Linked DNA regions of Canis lupus: region 1 is linked to region 2. A link is a contact called in public Hi-C data. All regions are on one chromosome and are shown on one strand. Each heading gives the region's core, a stretch centred on a gene start, on an enhancer-like site or on the middle of the called end of the contact. The rest is flanking DNA. Distances are from core to core; before and after follow the strand shown. Region 1 holds the start of ARPP19 (cAMP-regulated phosphoprotein 19). Region 2 overlaps MYO5C (unconventional myosin-Vc).

The links. Hi-C and Micro-C count contacts between places; a contact is called where the count stands out from the background.
Region 1: a contact with region 2 is called in a Hi-C map of blood, with 3 times the contacts expected there. The contact joins the promoter of ARPP19 here to the enhancer-like site in region 2. A contact is called at or near these places in 3 of 9 Hi-C or Micro-C datasets (amygdala, blood and skin fibroblasts).

What each region holds. Positions count from the first base shown.
Region 1 is chr30:18,500,474-18,506,233 of UU_Cfam_GSD_1.0, forward strand. It overlaps ARPP19 (cAMP-regulated phosphoprotein 19), which reads right to left and starts at 3,095. Exons shown (of 4, transcript XM_038580450.1): 1 at 2,998-3,095; 2 at 2,749-2,803. The coding sequence starts at 2,793.
Region 2 is chr30:18,238,592-18,244,213 of UU_Cfam_GSD_1.0, forward strand. MYO5C (unconventional myosin-Vc) reads right to left here. Exons shown (of 41, transcript XM_038580442.1): 10 at 3,294-3,559. Among named protein-coding and RNA genes, the nearest start is that of MYO5C, 35 kb to the right of the region's middle. Within about 2 kb of position 1,285, at least 8 of the 20 cell types and tissues checked have an H3K27ac peak or open chromatin away from gene starts, as enhancers often do. A contact at or near this core is called in blood, where this site is marked.

The sequences.
Region 1 (5,760 bases), core at 1,845-4,344, 260 kb after region 2:
GAAAATAGATTTATGTATTTTAAGTCTCCACATGCCTCTTCTCACCCCAGAACTAGAGCGCACACCTGTCTGACTGAGCTTAGTGTTATTCAAAGTGGAATCACAGGTAACAGATCCAAAAAGTCTCTGCTTAATTTTTAATGTTTTGTTTTCACTTCAGTGATAATCTACAAGAAAAAATATAAGCATACACTAGCACATCTGAAATGCCATCTCATATTTAAGTGCCACATGAGTTCCATGTGAGCTTTCATTTATGACCGAGACTGAGCAGTACTACTCTAATTATCCAAGATAATGAGAAAAGAACAGAGCTCAATTTAAAATGTAATGATGCATTTTTGACCTTAGAGTTAAATGATCACATAGATTACACTTTAAAAAGAACTGAGTCATCATATCACTAGGGGACCATTAACCTGCCATATTGAAGAGTTCCCGCACTTTAACAATTGATACCACATTCTCAATACATTGGAAATTTATTTTCAGCAAAATACCATGACACAATAATTTACACTAATTTTGTTTGTATTTGTTTTTAATTTTTTAAAAAAATGTTTAAAGTAATCTCTACATCCAGTGTGGGGCTCAAACTCACCACTCTGAGATCAAAAGTTGCACGCTCCACCAACTGAGCCTTCCAGGTGCCCGTTTTAATTTTAAAGCAGTATTAAAGAAACAGATGCTTATACTTATTTTCAAGTTCATACATATTTAGTTAATATCCCAATTAAAAAAACAGTGGTCTATACAGTTTTCTTCTCTTAATAAGGGGCACTCAGAGAAACAGTGACTTAGCTCTACTCCATGCAGGCTGATCTCTGTTAATTTTTCAGAGGCAATTGGCTAATGTACTATAAAACTATAAAGGTATTTTAGCTGAATACTTTGGCTTTAATTGAAAGGTCAACTGGGTACAGAGAGAATAATCCAATTTTTTAGGTCATCTAACTATTCTTCCAAATGGAAGAAACAGGTGATTTGGCCCATAGGAACACAGAAGTGACTCTGCACATTCTCATGTTTAGGGATGGTATCCATGCTACAGGCACTTAACATCTACAGCCAATCCCTAATGCAAGAAGGGACACTATATTACCCCTACACTTTGGTATTAATGACAGCAGCCCTAAAACCACAGGACTTGAATTAAAATTTTAATGTAGATATTCATGAAAAGAAAACATTCAAGACATGTTTCATACTGTTAAGGGTCAGAACATTAGGCTGTTCCAGGTAAAAGCATTTACATTTTAGAAATCAACACTTTACACTTTGGCAACACACTAACAAATCTCACAAAAGAAAATTACATAGCATACTCTTCTATATCATAAGTCAAAACTGAGGTTGATTTTAGTGTTTAGGACAGAACAGTATAGAGACAATTTGTTGTTTTTTTCCTGGAGTTCTTAAATCCCAAGCAATTATGAACACCACAATAAATATTTTTTAGTTAATAATTGACATTTCATGTTACTGTAATCTTTACACTACGTTTGTGTTTTTTTTGTCCTAAAAGTTCATTTTTGTTAAACATAAAAAATACCCAACACAGCCTTCATCGGAATATTCCCTAATAATATCCTAACTTGGCCTCTTATTTATACTATTGCTTTTTCTTTTTTTAAAATAATAACAATGTAACAGATCCATCCAACTGAAGAAAACTTAACTTGTAAGAATATATGGAATGGGCTTAGAACACACTAATTAAATTTCCAACCTGATTAGGAGCATGGGTAGAACATTAAGCAGAAGCCCTTACAAAGTCCAAGCATTAGGCCAAATCCTATTTATGATAATGCCTTCTGATTTTTTTTTTTCAAGAAAAAGTGCTGGTAATTTTCCATCAACAATTTAAGAAACAAGGTATCCTGGGCCTTTGTAGGGCAGCCACAATTACCTAGGAGGGTAGGGCAACAGGAATAATGGTGGAACAGGCAAGAACTAGCATAGATTAAAAAAAGAAAACCTCAATACTCATAATTTGAAGTATACGGATTTGTGGCGTACCCTCCTACCTCTGAAGGATATTACAGATTCCTGTCTCTACGAAAATCCAGGTCAACTGAGTTGGTAAAATTTTTTAAATGCCAAGCCTTCCATTTCCAGACAAGTACCATATGCGGATCCCAGTGGCTTTACATTTCTGAGCACAGAAGTCACCTAGCTCGTTGAAGCCCCACAACAACCGCATGAAGTATCGCTATTCTTACTTTTACAGATGAGGAGACTGAAAACTAAGGCGTTTAGCGACTGGTGAAGGTCACGGGGCCAACAAGGGTTGGAACCGAACTGCCAACCCAGGTCTGAACTCCCCGCCCAAACACGCGACGACCGCCTCAGGAGTTAAAGGCATGCGGGCAACACCAGGAGTGGCAGAGTTAGTTCTTCACGGGAGAAATACAACTTCCTGCGCAAAGTGAAACTCACGGGGAAACTCAGGTTCCACGCATAAAACCCGCTCGCATGTGCAGTCGAGGGCAAGGAACCACGCGCCCGGCCGAGGGGCGGCGCCGACGTGGACAAGGCTCCCACTCCCACCACGCTGGCGCTGAGCAGCCGGGCCTGCGGGCGGCGGACGCGCGAGAGCCCGGGCCGTGAGGGCCGGACCCGCCCTCCGCACCAGGCGCCGCCGCCCGACTCCCGGCGGGCGCGCCCCTCCGCACGCGGCCGCAGCAGGCCGCCCCGCAGGCCCGGCCCCCGGCGCGCTCCTCCTGGGCCTTCCGCGACCACACTCACCTTCTGCTCCTCCGCGGAGGCTGCCTCAGGGACTTCCGCGGACATACTGCTCCTTCTGCAACGACACGCCGGGGAAGATGCGATTACCCGGTGGCCGAGGCCCACCCGCCCCTGCTCTCCCAGCGCCCGCTCGGGCCGCCTCCGCCCGCGAAAATGGCCGTGCCTTATGACGACACGGAGCCCCGCAGCGCTCGGCGACCGCGACCCGCGGCGGCCCGGCCGCCCCTGCCGCGCCGCGCCCCTGCCTACCTTACCCCGCGGCTCCGGCCCTGCGACGCCGAAGCACTTCCTTTCTTCCTTCAAAGGTCGCGGCTCGCGCGTTACCTCACGTCCGCCGGCCAGATGCTTCCTGGGAATTGTAGTTTACAAGCGGAGCCGCCTCTCCTCCCTCCGCCCCGCCCCTTTCCCGCCTGTTCCAGGGACTTCATAATTTCTGCTTTCCCGGACTCGCCCAGTCCGATTCTCGTACTTGTTCTCGCGCTGTAACCGGGCATATTGTCTTTTGCGCGCTCCAAAGCCCTGTGCTGCTCCGTTCCACAATCTCTCCCGGCTCCGCTTTGCCTTCTTAACCATATGCATCTCTCACATCCCCCTCCCTCCCCCCATTCTACATCATCTCAGGCTTTTCTTGAGCCCCTACACTAGGTCAGGTCCACTTCTTTAAATGCTATCACATCTCTGCAGAGTTCTCCAGCAACATACACTGTATCATGAGACATTAATTGCTATTACTATTAATAGAGTAATAATAACAATTCACTGGCCCTTTTCCCGCCCAGATAAGCTACCTTAGGACAGAGACCTCGTCCACATTTGCTTGTATTTCACTCCCAGAGGCCAGCATTGTCCTAGATGTTCAATAAAAATCCCACGAAGAAATTTATGTTCCATTCATTGGTCTACACCCCAGGTCCACTTCCACAACTTTGCTGAAACCCCTGGCAACAAACTCACCCAATGGCCTTCTTAATTACCAAATCTGTTGGCTTTACCTCTAATCCTCATTCTAATAGGCATCTGAGTAGCTACTGGCAGTACTATAAAGGTCATTTCAATGAAGTGTCTCTCAGAAACTTGGAAATAAGATTGACCTCTAAGAGTTAAACTAGTAAAAAGCAATTCTGTGGGAGTTTGGAAACCATCAAAACATTCAATCAGAGTTTCCTAGGAAGAATCTCAGACAGGAAGACTTGCGTTGGGATTGCAACTTGAAAAACCAAGTGTTACACTGCACTCCTTCAGGAGTAAAGAAGGAAGACGCTTGTCAGGCAACCATGTACTTAGAATTCAAGAATTCAAGAAGGCAACTCTTCGACCAAGATATCCTTTAGGAGTGCTTTAAGCTGGGTCAGCTGAGAAATTCATGAGCTTAGCTATTCTCATTCCATAATCACAAAGTAACTTACTGAAATTTTGCCTTTCCTTCATACAGAACTATAGGGAGAAAGGAGAATGTGCTAGTTAGGCTAACAACCATCTAACAGTTGTATTTTTGTTTTAAACACTTTGTTTGTTTATTTTTAAAGATTTTATTTATTTATTTTAGAGACAGAGAGAGAGAACACAAGCAAGGGGAATAGCAGAGGGAGAGGGAGAATCAAGCTCCTCTCTGAGCAGCGACCTCATTGCGGGGCTGGATCCCGGGAGTCTGGGATCATGACCTGAGCCGAAGGTAGACACTTAAGCAACTGAACCACCCAGGTGCCCCAAACAGTTGTATTTTTATTAATAAATTGGCATTCTGGTATATATCCTAAATGAATATATTTGTGACCTCGAGTTAAAATCTGAGACCACATATATAAAAAATCAGTATATGTGATCTTGGATAAAAAGATTCTGTTCCTGAAAGATAGGACACTCACATGAGGGCAAGTTTGAATTTCTGGGAGGCAGACTTTGGCCAATGGGAAACTTACAAAGGTCAGTGCCCCATTGTGGGGGCCTGAGAAGTCATCCTTCCCCAGGTAACACTCCTCTGCATCATTAACCATGTACCTTAATATTTTAAATTGCACGCTGATCACCAACATCCTGTTTTTCAAAATTTATTTCTCTTGACTTCTAGGATACTACACTTTTATTCTTTCCTACTCCTCTGGCTGTTCCTTCTTAATCTCCTTTGTTGAATCATTACCTTACTCTTAATGGGAGGATTTTAACAATTTTGTCCTTGGATCTCCTTCAAGTTTTATACTCTCCAGATCACTTCCACCTCATAGCTTCAACTGCAATTTATATATTCCATATCAGTACTGTCCCACAGAACTTTCTGTGATGATGGAAATAATCTGTGCTATCCAGTACAATTGTCACTAGTCAGGGGCACCTGGGTGGCTCAATCAGTTGAGCCTCTGACTCTTGATCTCAGGTCTTGATCACAGGTTGGTAAGTATAAGCCCTGTGTTGGGCTCCAAACTGGGCATGGAGCCTAGATTAAAACAACAACAACAACAACAACAACAACAACAAAACAACAACAAAACAAAACAAAACAAAAAATCACAAGAAAGAAACAGGCACATGTGGGTGGCCTTGGAAGTTAAAGTGTCCAACTCTTGATTTCTACTCAGATCATGAGGCCTATTTAAGGCTATCTCTCTTCCTCTGGCCCTCCTACCATTCCTCTCTAAAAAATACAAAAAAACAAAAACCAATTGCCTCTAGTTGACCATCAGGCATTACTAATGCTTGATCACTAATGCAACTGAGAAACTGAATTTTAAATTTTATTTAATTTTAATTAAATTGGCCCCAGGGATTAAAATCACTGAGAAACCCTATTAATAGAGATCCTTGTTAGGTGTGGGGCAAGGTTCAAGTATTTATGCTTAACGAAAGCTCCCCCTGGTGATTCTGATCCACACATGCACAAGATTTTTCAGGCTTGGAACTTGGTAGGTATATAAAAGCTTAAAAAAGATCAGCAGTCTTTTAGAGATGTTGGTGCCCTAGCTCAAGAGTTTGTCAAAGTAAAGGAGATGATATCCCACCCTATCCACTCCTCAAGCA
Region 2 (5,622 bases), core at 35-2,534:
CCTGCTCACAGCACCTGTGCTTGGGGGGTTGGGGGGGCGGACAAGGCCGCTGCTCCCCACTCTGCTGAGTGAGGGGCGGCACAGCTCTGCCTCCCCACGGCCTGGCTTCAGGGTTTGGAAGACAAGGGCAAGGTCAGTAAAGAGCCTACAGCACAGCAGACGCCAAGGCGTCTATTTTCAGACTTTGAATACTTGTCTCTAGAGTTGCAAACCCAGGGCCTGGGAGGAGGCAGGTGGTGAGAGAAACAGGAAGCAGGTGGAGGCAGCGCTGCCGTGAGCGGTGCGTGGGCCACAAGCAGGGCTGTCCCCCGGGGCAGCTGTCGCTCAGCTCCTGGCCTCGACCAGGACTAGCACTGGGCTGGCTGTGAGACCGCCAGACCCCCAAGGAAGCTGGGAATGTGAACTGGCGCGTGAACTCTCTCACTCTACAGCCAGGTGAACGCTCCTGCCAGGAGGAAGCTGAGCGCTGCAGGTATCGGGCTTGGTGCTCCGCCACCTCACTTAACCCTGACGCGCAGGGCGCGGGACCAGCAGGACCCCTCGTCACACCTGACAGCCAGAGGCCAACAGCAGCAAGTGGTACCAGACAAGCATTTTGACCCCAGCTCTGGGGTCTCCAAAGCCTTGGTTCTTTTTTTTTTTTTTTCAAAGCCTTGGTTCTTAATGGCTCTAATCGTGAGTAGTTCCTGCTGGCTCCAACCGCGGTTCCCTGGGAATCCCACTTGACTAACCCAGGTTGGCTCAGGTAGGAATTTCTGAGTGGGTTAAGGACCTGGATGGTGCTCTAGACAGCTCCAGGGTGACTCAAAGCAGGAGTAGAACCCACATAGCTCGGGCTGGGGGTGAGTCCAGAGGGCCTCGTGGTGCTCCACGGCCCACAGCCAGGGCCAAAGGGGAGGCTTTCTAGAGCAGGGGTGGAATATCAAATATCAATTATTTTCCTGTCCTCTTACATACTCCTTCTTCCAAAAACGGGCCCTCAGATCTGAAATTCAAAACCCACGGAAGGACCTAAATCTTGGACCTAAAATGCCAGAAGCACATTAGCTATTACAACACTTCACGTGTGAATGATGCTTATGGTTCTTAAGATGCCTTCACAATTTTTTCCATTTGAAGTTCATCATAACCCTGCGCGAGGGGCCCCAGCTTACAGAGGCAGAAACGAGGTTTGGAGAGGTCTTGTGACTTTCTTGGGGCCACACAGTGGTGCCACAGCACTCCCTCTCCGGGTCCCGACCCCCAGCCCTGGGCCTTGCTCACTCTGGGTGCACGGCACGTAGACGCCAACTGGCTGGGGAACCACAAGGTTTCATGTTGTTCTGAGCCGAAACCTCAAGGCTCACAGCTTTGCCTGTCATCATTTTCAGTGCTCGTAACTTCTCCTTTGAGGCTGCTGTATTTCCAGGTCCAACTGAGCCCAGTTCTCTCAAAAGCTGCCTGGCGTGCGTGAGCCGGGGCTGATCCACAGGAACATGCCAGATGGGGAGAGGCCTGAAAGGGTTCACCCCAGGCAGCAGCAGCAGCACTCAGAAAGGACCTCATTCTTTTAGAGGAGCCTGTTAGTTCTGACATGGCAGCAAGCACTCAACCTTTAGCGTTTTTGAAGAGGATTTTAATTTTAAAATTTTAATTTAAGGTCTACTCTAAGCATGTTCTTATAAATTTAGTTACTGTCTCAGGTTTGCTCACTTAACCAAAACTTCGAATTCCTTATCCCATTGGCCTCCAGGCTTCATGGATCTGACTCCTGCCTGCCTGACTCCTCACTCACTTCGTGTACTCAGCTGCCTCCTCTCTCCCCTGGCCCCCGTTATCTCTGGCACATCCATCTGCTCTCTACTTATTCCCATCACAAGAACCATCCCAATCTCTAATTGCCTGCCGGCTTTCTCTACTAAAATTTAAGTCCCAAAAAGACATGGGCCATATGCCTATTCTGTTTATCAATCCCACCCATCACATGTCTGGCACTTAAATAGGTGTTGACTGAATGGAATAATATATCCTTAGAGGACTGTTTATTTTTAAGACATTTAAAAACACAGAAAAGAACAGAATACTATAGCAATCACGTAACTCTACCAATAATAGAGACCATTGTTTAAAAAGATTATTTCTTTTTAAAAGTCTACTTAGATTCTCACTGGCTCCTCAAATCCTCTTTGTAGCACAAGACAAGGTAAATCATTTACTAGACTATCCCAGTAACGTATCAATATTTTAGAACTGTTGACATACGCTATTAATTGGGAGTCACATGTATTAACTCAGAATCTAAATTAAACAAAGTACCTCCCTTGAGGCACTGTCTCACATTACACAGCTATGGGAAAGCCGATTCTCTGCACCTGGGTAAAAGTTCAACAGCATCATCACGGCCCATCTGCTGTGGGGGCTCTCCCCTTTGTATGGGGAGGAGGGGTTGGCCTACTGCTCACTGGGTGGGAGGGAACACACTCCAGGCTGAGGGGGACACCTTGAATGGAATGATCTGCCTGAGAAACCAGGACTGGTCCTGGGAGGGGTGAAGCGTTGAGCATCTGAAGGCAGCTGTTGACAAACAAAAGCCTGAGCACCAAGAAGCCTGAGAACCTGCCTCCACGCTGGCCTGCCCTCACTCATGCCATCTGGGGATGCTATAAGCATCTTGGGCACACATGTGGCCTTGGATTTAGAAAAAGGAGGACCAGGCAAAGAGGAGGAAGAGCAACTCCAGTGTGGTGAGAACTTTGTCCTCAATGGTATTACGCCAGCTGGAGAAGGGCTGGGGTCCGAGAATGGAAGAGGATTCTGGTGTGCGAAGCTGGCTGTCAGAGCCCTGGCTTTGCGCCCACCTCTGACCCTGTGAGCACAGGCAGGGCACAGGATGTCTGGGGCTGTCATTTGGCCCCTTTGAAATGGGAGAGTTGTGTCAGGGCTCCACCCCCTCATGAGGCCTCTGCAGAGAACCAGACATGGGCTCTACCACCAGCTGAGCAACGGCCAACACACTTCTGCATGTAAGCCTTGGTTGTTTCGCCTCTGCTTGAGAGGCAGAAAGTGCGTGGGGACCACCCAGCACAGAAGCCTCTTGGTGCAGGTCACTGTTAGTTCAGCATCTATGTAACCTGCTCTACATAAGCACACTGTAGCCCAGGGGACGGAACTTAACATCCACAAGTGCAAACACAGACACCACCATCTTTCTGATCATGTGAAACACAAATGAGAAACCAGAACAAAATGATCTAAAAATAATGGGCATTTGACATTTCAATGAGGAAAGACAGGCTCACAGAAGAGAATCTTACCCATAAATGTCCAAAACACCAATAAAAGTGTGCTGCTTGCCTGAAAACTGCAACGCTTGGTTAATTCTCTCCACAATGAAGTCGAACAGGTGAGCGTAGATCTTTTTGGCCAGTGCGTCCCTGGCGTTGATGGCCTGGGGCCTGGTCATGGGCTTCACCACCGTCTCGGAGGTTGTGATGATTTTGCGATTGCACAGCCACTGAGCAATTTTGCTCCTCTCCAGGCCCAGGAGCTCACAGAACACCTCCAGGTGCCTGTCGTCCTCCTTCAAACACAAGCACAAGCCCCATCAGGGGTGTCTGGCCCTCTAACCCAGCAGCAGCCCACCCGGCAGGGGCCCCTGGGCATCCATCCAGGCCTGTGCCAGAGACAAGGATGAGCTGGCTTGAGAATGACCAGGCCTCAGAGGAAAGCAGGAGGGCCGCAGCGGCATGGAGCCTGCATCAAGGCATGGCTATGATGATGCCAGGGAGTTCTGGACTGCATCCCACCTGGGGTTTCATTCTGGCCAAAGAACATCAGCAGTGAGTAAGGCCACAGATGCAACCCTCCCCTTCCTCTGCATGTGGACACAGCCTCAAGGCTCTGCTCTTCCCTTTGTAACATGCTCAGACCACCTGCCAGCATGGTCACTCACCCTGTCCCTACCTGTGTGGTCAGGGTTTGTGTGGGTGGTCCAGCCCTGAGGTACATAGATGTCATTGTCAGAGAACCTGACAGTGGGGCTCCTTTAACAGAGCTGGCCTCTCAACTGAGGAGGAATGTGTGGAAGACTTTTTGGACACACAAAGTGAATCTTGCGTCTCTCCCAGCTGGGGCATGAGAGCTGCCCCACTGGTCAGAGACAAGGAGAGGTCTGTTCCTCTTTGTCTTGAGCTCGCATGGGCAAGGAGTCCTTGTCACATGGCAAGGAGATGTGACCCCTGTGACTGAGCACAATCGTTCCCCTTGGGCAAGGGAAGTTCCCGGGGAAGGCTGATCTGTAGAAACCATCACAGCCAATGGGAAAGCCATGAGGTTGCATTTAAAAAGCATCAGATTACAGTAGAGCAAACAATCTAAAAAAGTCCTGCCGCCTCCTTGCTGCTCACCTACACCCCTTCTGACCAACATCTCAAGAACACAAAGCTTGTATTCACATGCCTGACCTCTTCACTGGGGAACAGACAGGCAGAGCCATGGGTTTTCTTCCTTCTAAGAAGGAACTAAACCATCTGAGTCCAAAACATTCAGGTACAAGTGCAGGTGCAGGGGGAAGGGTTAGGGGCAACAATTCTTTAAAAAATGACTTCAGCCAGATTGGGCTTGCTCGATATTTCAAGTTTCCGATGCAAATCAATGGTATGTATGTTGCAAAGATAGGACCACTCATTACAGAACTGGTAATTTGCTCTCAAGATTCTACATCTTTTTCAGAGACTTTGTCTCCTCAGATTGATAGACAAAGGATTTTTAGTCTATCATTTTTAACTCCTCCTCCAAAATACTACCTTCATAACAAACTTCATGGGACAGAGATCGGTGCAAGGGCATTTGTTGGGTGGAAATCATACCTTCAGTCTATGGAGTTTGAGAAGAACAAAGGTAGAAACCCGTTTCTTGGAGGTAATCGAGAAGGCACAGAGGGAGAACCACCACCACATGCACACCAGGCTCCTATCCAGGCCTACTGTCCCCCCCTCCCAGAACCTCCCAGTCCCATGCAAACTCACCAACTGGGTGAGGGATGGACACGGGGCTGGGGGGGGTAGTGGTGGTGGGGGGCGCTTAGTGTGAGTGCTTGAGGAGAGGGAGGAGGATTACTTCCTGGTCACAGGACAACAGGACTGAAGCACTGAGCCAAAGCCCACATCCTCCATCCACTCTGTTTGGTTCTTTCTCTTCCCTGAACTGCAGGTTCTAGAGAGCTGGAAAATGACCAGTGTACCAAATTATCTACCATTCCCACCGAATTTCCTTTGGGCACAGGAAAACGGGTATCGTTATACTATGAACTAAACACTTCCTCCCAAAATTTATATGTTGAAGCCCTAACCTCCAACGTGATGGTGTTTGGAGTGGGGCCTTTGGGAGGTGCTTAGGTCTAGATGATGCCATGAGGTAGGGCCCTCACAATGGGATTAATGCCTTTCTAAGGAGAGGAAGAGACCAGAGCTCTCTCTGTCCCTCTCTCTATTGCAAGGACCCAGCAAGCAGGGGGATGTTTGCAAGCCAGGAAGAGAAACCTCACCAAGAGCTCAACCATGCTGTTCCCCTGATCTAGAACTTCCAGCCTCCAGGACTGTGAGAAAATAAAGTTCTGTTGTTGAAGCCACCCAGCCTTTGGTA